Regions from separate parts of the Macaca mulatta genome. Here region 2 is linked to region 1. A link is a contact called in public Hi-C data. All regions are on one chromosome and are shown on one strand. Each heading gives the region's core, a stretch centred on a gene start, on an enhancer-like site or on the middle of the called end of the contact. The rest is flanking DNA. Distances are from core to core; before and after follow the strand shown. Region 1 holds the start of GADD45B (growth arrest and DNA damage inducible beta). Region 2 overlaps THOP1 (thimet oligopeptidase 1).

Region 1 (3,127 bases), core at 287-2,786:
CTCTGCCCCCGATGGTTTCGTGGGTTGGGTTGTTTTGGGGGGGTTGTGCTGGGGGGGAGGGGGGTTCAAATATTTATTTTATTTTTTGTTTTTGGCAGCAACTCAACAGGTTCTGCTGCTGGGAAGGGCCTCAGCGTTCCTGAAGAGAGATGTAGGGCACCCACTGGTTGTTGCCCCGGCTTTCTTCGCAGTAGCTGGCTACCTCCACCAAGCCGTGGCTCTTCCAGGCGTCGGTGTGAGGGTTCTGTGGGAGGGGAAAAGAAGGGGTTTAGTGGGAGCCTCCCTCTCCCAAGGCCCCATGTGTGGGGAAAACAGGCAGGCTCAAAATAGCTCCCTGGGTGAGGAGGCCCCAGCCCGGCTGCCCACGGGACATGCCAAGCATGGTTGAACGCTGAGCTGTGCAGGACCAGTCAGCCCGACTTTGTTGACAAACACCAGCCCAGGTGCCCGGGCGTGGCAGGTCAGGGCAGAGGCCCAACTCACCGTGACCAGGAGACAATGCAGGTCTCGGGCCTCAGTGGTGCCCTGGGTCTCGGCCGGCTCTCCCAGGAGCTGTGCCAGGCGCTGCATGCCCGACACCCGCATGATGTTAATGTCGTTGTCGCAGCAGAAGGACTGGATGAGCGTGAAGTGGATTTGCAGGGCGATGTCATCCTCCTCCTCCTCGTCAATGGCCAAGAGGCAGAGGACCACGCTGTCTGGGTCCCTGAGGGGGCCAAAGGGAAGGGGTGGGTCAGCCGGGAACAGGGGAGAGGCCACCGTGCAGGGGGAGTTTGCAAAAAAAGGAGCGTGCAAGAGCAAAAGAGAAACTGCAGGGGTGCAGGGGATTGCCTCTGCAAGCTGGTGACGGTGGGGGGCGGGGAAGGCACACGGTTCAAAGTGTGGGGTGTGGGGAGACAGGCCCACAGCGGGAGGGGCGCTTGCAGACGATGCATCAGGATACGGCAGCCCCCAATCCACAAAACAGCAGAGGAGCTCTGCATCCACAGCGGGTGGCACTTGGGGAAGTCCCAGCCCCATGCGAGACAAGCGTGTGGAAAGCGTCCAGAGCGGAGGGGAGGTCCGGTCCCACCCGCGCCCGGCCCGGGGAGGGGGTCTGACTCACACATTCATCAACTTGGCCGACTCGTACACCCCCACTGTGAGGCGATCCTGGCGCTGAGCGGCCACCAACAGCTCCTCCACCGCGGCGGTCACCGTCTGCATCCTGAGGCCAGGAGAGAGGGATCAGTGACGGGCGGACCACCGGGTGCTACATTCCGCTCCCGGCCCGGCCCAACCCGACCCATCCCGTCCCGGCCGACCTCAGACGGCGGCGGCCCCGGCTACTTACTTCTGCGCCGCGTTGTCGCACGCCACGAGCTCTTCCAGCGTCATGTTGCAATTATAATCCACAGTGGACGCGGCTCCACGACAGTCCCCAGGGAGAAATTGCAAAATCCGCGCCAGAAAGCCCAAAACCTTCCCACGGAGCTGGAGCGCTCGTCCAAGACCTTCGGGAAGCAGCGAAATCCTTCCAGAAAAGGCGGAAAAAAATGTTGCAAAGTCCTTGGCGAAAATAATCCGGGAAGTTGCAGAAACCAACCGTAGTCCGAAGCCTCGGCGATCTGAGCCGGGAGCCTCCGGCACCGACTTTTATAGACTTGACGGCTGGGGCGTGGCCTCAGTGGAGTCATTCACCCCTCCTATTGGTGGAAGGACAACGGAGAGTGCAGACAGCTCTGCGGTTGGCCGACGGCGGGGAGGGGGCGGAGCGCCGTGTGGGGGCGCCCCACGTGGGGGCGAGAACCGGGAGGAGGGCGCGCGGGGGCCGGGTAGGTGACCGCGAATGCCAGAAAAGAAAAAAAAAAGCAGAAGTTTTTTTCTCCTGATTTCCCGGCAGCCGAGCCGCGGTTCGGGGCGCGCGCGGGATTTCCAGCGCGCGAGGCGGCCCGGACTTTCGCCGGGGGGGGCCTGGAATCCCCTCCCGATGCGCGGAGAGTCCCGGACTGCTCCTTTCCCAAGTTCTGCTGGGGGTGGAGGGGCTGCACCGGGAAGGGGCCCCGTTTGCAGCCTGATCTCGCCCAGGTGGTGGTGATGACCGGAGTCTCTCCTGGCTGCGGCGACCCCAGCCCCTGGGTGATTTCGCTTTTCCCGGCCTCTATATTCCTGTCTGAGTAATGGGGCTGCAGCGCCGGCCTCGCTGGTTTGCAGAGCATGACATAAAATACGGCTGACAGTAAGCGCTCAATACACATCATCTGTCACCTGGTGGTCGCGGGAGGCCTCCTCCAGGGCCCCGAAAGTGGGAGGTTGCAAAGCCCGGGGCACTCTGGAGAAGAAAGCGGGCGCCCCCTCGCCGACCCCGCGAGTTTCAGGGTGGGGCGCGCGTGGGAGGTGCAGGTGGCGTGGCCCCGCCCCCGCCAGCTGCCTGGCGTTCCAGGCTTTGCGCGTGCGGAGGCCTCCAGGCCGAGGAGAAAGCCATTGTTGGGGGGAATGGTGCAGGCTGCGGCTGCACGCCGCCACCCCAGGCCCACGTGCAAGGATGACGGCCACCTTTATTTCTCACTCCGGGGTGGGCGCTGACCTGCACTGAGCGTGGTGCGGATCTGGCACCCTCCACCCCTCCCGATTCATGGATGATTTAATCCAAGACCTGAGAAGCAGGGGAGATGCTTATGTGCATTATGCAAAAGGGTAAACTGAGGCTTGGTGAGGCCACAGGCTAGTTCGTGTTGGAGCCACGCCTGTGCGCCAGGCACGGCCGCCTGCAGGACTCCGCCGCCCCAGGAAGGCTGCTTAGGAACGAAGCGGGCAGGCCCCGCATGACAACGTCTCCCACGGTCGACTGGGGGCTCCCGGGTGACTCACATCTGAGTCCCCTCCCCCGCCAGCCTGGGGTCTGGCCTCGGCCCTGCGGCTCGGTTTCCCCGGTTCCCCGGCTCCCTGGCCCGCGAGCCCAGCTGACGCATCCCGCCTCCTCCGCGCCGCCCACCGCCGGGGGGCACGAAATGTCCCGGGGCTGCGAGGCGCGGCGGCGCCATCTGGTGGCCGCGCAGAGTTTCTGCGCCCTCAGCGCCGGAAGAGAGGGATGGACGGGCGGGGCACTGGGCTGGAGGCGGGGGATAAGGGGACCGTGGCAGTTGCA
Region 2 (3,127 bases), core at 266-2,765, 170 kb before region 1:
AGTAAGATATCCAGTTGTTCACCTCAAGTCTTCAACTTTCCCCAAAGTTCTTTGCTGTTTTCTCTATGCCTTGTGCAGAGCCTGATGCATAGTATGTGCTCCTTGGGGGCCACTTTGTGTGTGTTTCCTACTAACGGCACCTAAATAGCAATGGCCACCGTGTCTTTTACAGCTACAGTCGTAGGCAGAATTCCAAGATGGCGCCCAAGATCCCCACCCACTACTGCCCACGTCTCATCTAATCCCCTGCACTTGAGGATGGGTTGGACCTGCGAGTACGATGGGGTGTCACTCCAGTGGTTCGGTTAATGCAGATAGGTCATGTGTTTGGTAAAGGGATTTTGCAAATGCGATGAAGACTCCTAGTCGGTTGACTTGAGCTCATCAAAAAGGAGACATCCTGGGTGGGCCTGGCCTCATCAGGTGAGCCCATAAATGAGAGCAGAAGCACATCCCAAGTTGTCAAATTCACAGAGACAGAAAGGAGAATGGTGGGTGCTAAGGGTTGGGGGAGGGAAGAGGGGCGCTGTTGTTGAGTGCATACAGTGTCTTGGTTGTACAAGATGGAAGGTTCTGGAGAGCCATTGCACAGCAGTGTGAATATACTTAACATCACTGAATCGTACACGTAAACGTGATTAAGATGATCAGTCTTATGTTATATATATGTATATATAAACCACACTTGGAAGAAAGAGAGAAAGGGAAGGGGGTGCTTGCCTTAAAGAAAGCAAACAGCCATGTCATGAGCTGCCACTGGAGGGTCCATGTGGCAGAGACCTGAGAGTAGCCCCTTGGGGCTCAGAGCACCCCCATCCAAAAGCCGGTAGGAAAACAGTGACCTCATTCCTAGTGCTGCAAGGAAATGGATTCTGCCGATGACCAAACAAGCTCGGGAGAGGACCCCAAGTTCCAAATGATAACTCAGCCCAGCCCATACCTTGATTTCAGGCTTATAACAGTCTGAGCAGAGGACCCAGTTAAACCAGACTCTTGACACACAGAAATTATGAGATGGCAAATGGTGTTTTTGTTGTTGCTGTTGTTTGTTACGCAGCAGTAGCTGACTCATACACTTGCCATGTTGAAGTTGAGATCATTATCTCCATTTCACAGAGGAGAAAACAGTAGCGGAGAGGGGCTAACGTGCCCAGGGCCACGTGGCAACTGTGTTGTGATCATCACATCAACTGTGCCTGTCACCCGGGCCAGACCGTCACCTCCTTCATTAAGATCAGGGATCTGGTCCAAGCCTTCACCAGATGTTTACTGAGTGAGTGAAAGAAACAAAGAATGAAGGTGCTGGGACCGGTCCTCACCTGACTCCCTGCACACAGGTGAGTCTGTGTCTGCGACCAGGACCAGTGACACCATGTGACACTGAGTGACATCTCGAGAACATAACTGTGAGGCTCAGAAGGAGTAGTTAGCACATGCAGCTCTCTGGGCTGAGTCAGCTGCTGGCACTGAGGTCGGAGCTGATCAGCCTCCTGGAATGTGACATGCTGTTCCCTGACTAATATTCCGGTTGAATCAGAGCTTTGCTCGTAATGAGAGGCAAGTCTCGAGCCAGTCACCCTCTGGCCCATGTGAGACTGGGAATTCAGAATCAGCCGGGAGTGACAGAAAGCCAGGTCTGGCTGGCATGTCTGGGTGGGTGTTTACGGCATGTGGGCTGCCAGCTGTGACTAGCTTTGAAGGGAGCCAGAGCCGGAGGACGCAGGTGCAGAGGACAGGCGCCCGGAGGAAGTGGGAGGAGAGGAGGCCGTGGGGCTGGGGCCCCACTCTGGGTGCCCCTGGAGCCATGCTGGGGGTGGGCTCACCCCCTTACCGCCATGAACATGTGAGGCCGATCGTTCTCTGGGGTGGGTCATCCTGGGCACTGCAGGGTGCTGACAGCGTCCCTGGCCTCCACCCACTCCATGCCAGGAGCACCCCCAGTCGTGACAACCACAGATATCCCCAGACACCACCCAGCTTCCCCTGGGACAGAATCACCTGGGTTGAGACCCTCTGGGATAGAAGATTCCGCAGACCCCCAAGAGATTCTGCGTCCCATGATCCTCTGCCCTGCGGAGGTCCCAGGAGGCTGCACACATTGAAATCCACACCCTGAGTGGGGAGGGAGAGAGGAGGTGAGTCCCAGGAGCTGGGGCCCCCTGGTTTATGCCGTCGGCTCCCACTGAAGTTTATTCCAGTGTCTGGGGTGAACAGGGAGGAGACTCGGTTTATTCCCAAATAATTAAAGCAGGTCTCTCCCCCGGGCACTGTGGACACTGACACTGGACTGCTCTCTGGGGTGAGGCCGTCCTGGGCAATGCAGGGTGCTGAGCAGTGTCCCTGGCCTCCATCCACTCCATGCCAGGAGCACCCCTCCATCATGACAATTACAGATGTCCCCAGACACCGCCCAGTGTCCCTTGAGGGGACAGAATTGCCCCAGTTGAGACCCTGATTGAGTGAACCGATGAAGACAACACCGCCCAAGAGTGAAAGCAGGTGCCCACACCAGGAGCTTCGTTCGGGAATTCAGGGAGGGCTTCCTGGAGGAAGTGACATGAGTTGAGTGTTGCTAGTGCCCTGAAGGTGACAGGTGGGGTGGGAGATACAGGTGCAGAGACGGTTCCAGGACCTTGAAAAGGTGAGGGAGAGGGAGCGAGGAGGCCACACGGCAGAAGCTGCATTTTATCCTGAGGACAGGAGGGAGCCACAGCGGGTTCTGGCTCCACCCATGACAATCAATTGGTTTGGGTCCAACCTCCCTGTGTGACAGATTAGGAAACTGAGGCACAAAGAGGGTGAGAGATGCCCCAGCCTCCCGTGGGGGGCAGAGGTCCCCGTGGGTTTCCACGGTGCCGCTGGTCAGGCTGGTTTGGGGCGGGGGGCCGGCTTCAGGCCTGGGGTGGGAGCAGCATCAGCTTCACGTTCCCGCTGGAGACGCGGGGTCAGGCGGGCACCCGTGGTCACTCTCTGCTTCTGTTTGGTAAGATGGGGGGTGATCACCACCCCTGCTGCCCAGGGTTGCTGCAGGAAGTAAATGAAATAATCAGGCCAGGCGCAGCGGCTTACACCTCTCATCCCAGCACTTTGGGAGGCCGAGGAGGGTGGATCACCTGAGGTCAGGAGT

The links. A called contact is a pair of places that touch in the nucleus more often than the background predicts.
Region 2: a Hi-C map of liver shows a contact between it and region 1, with 4 times the contacts expected there. The contact joins the enhancer-like site here to the promoter of GADD45B in region 1. A contact is called at or near these places in 2 of 14 Hi-C or Micro-C datasets (CD4 T cells and liver).

The regions. Positions count from the first base shown.
Region 1 is chr19:3,218,362-3,221,488 of T2T-MMU8v2.0, reverse strand. GADD45B (growth arrest and DNA damage inducible beta) reads right to left here and starts at 1,536. Exons shown (of 4, transcript NM_001260874.1): 1 at 1,334-1,536; 2 at 1,106-1,207; 3 at 484-706; 4 at 49-244. The coding sequence starts at 1,377. The coding sequence ends at 131.
Region 2 is chr19:3,393,124-3,396,250 of T2T-MMU8v2.0, reverse strand. The region is part of intron 1 of THOP1 (thimet oligopeptidase 1); the gene reads right to left. It also overlaps a transcript of GNG7 not described here. Among named protein-coding and RNA genes, the nearest start is that of DIRAS1, 96 kb to the left of the region's middle. Within about 2 kb of position 1,515, at least 8 of the 40 cell types and tissues checked have an H3K27ac peak or open chromatin away from gene starts, as enhancers often do. A contact at or near this core is called in liver, where this site is marked.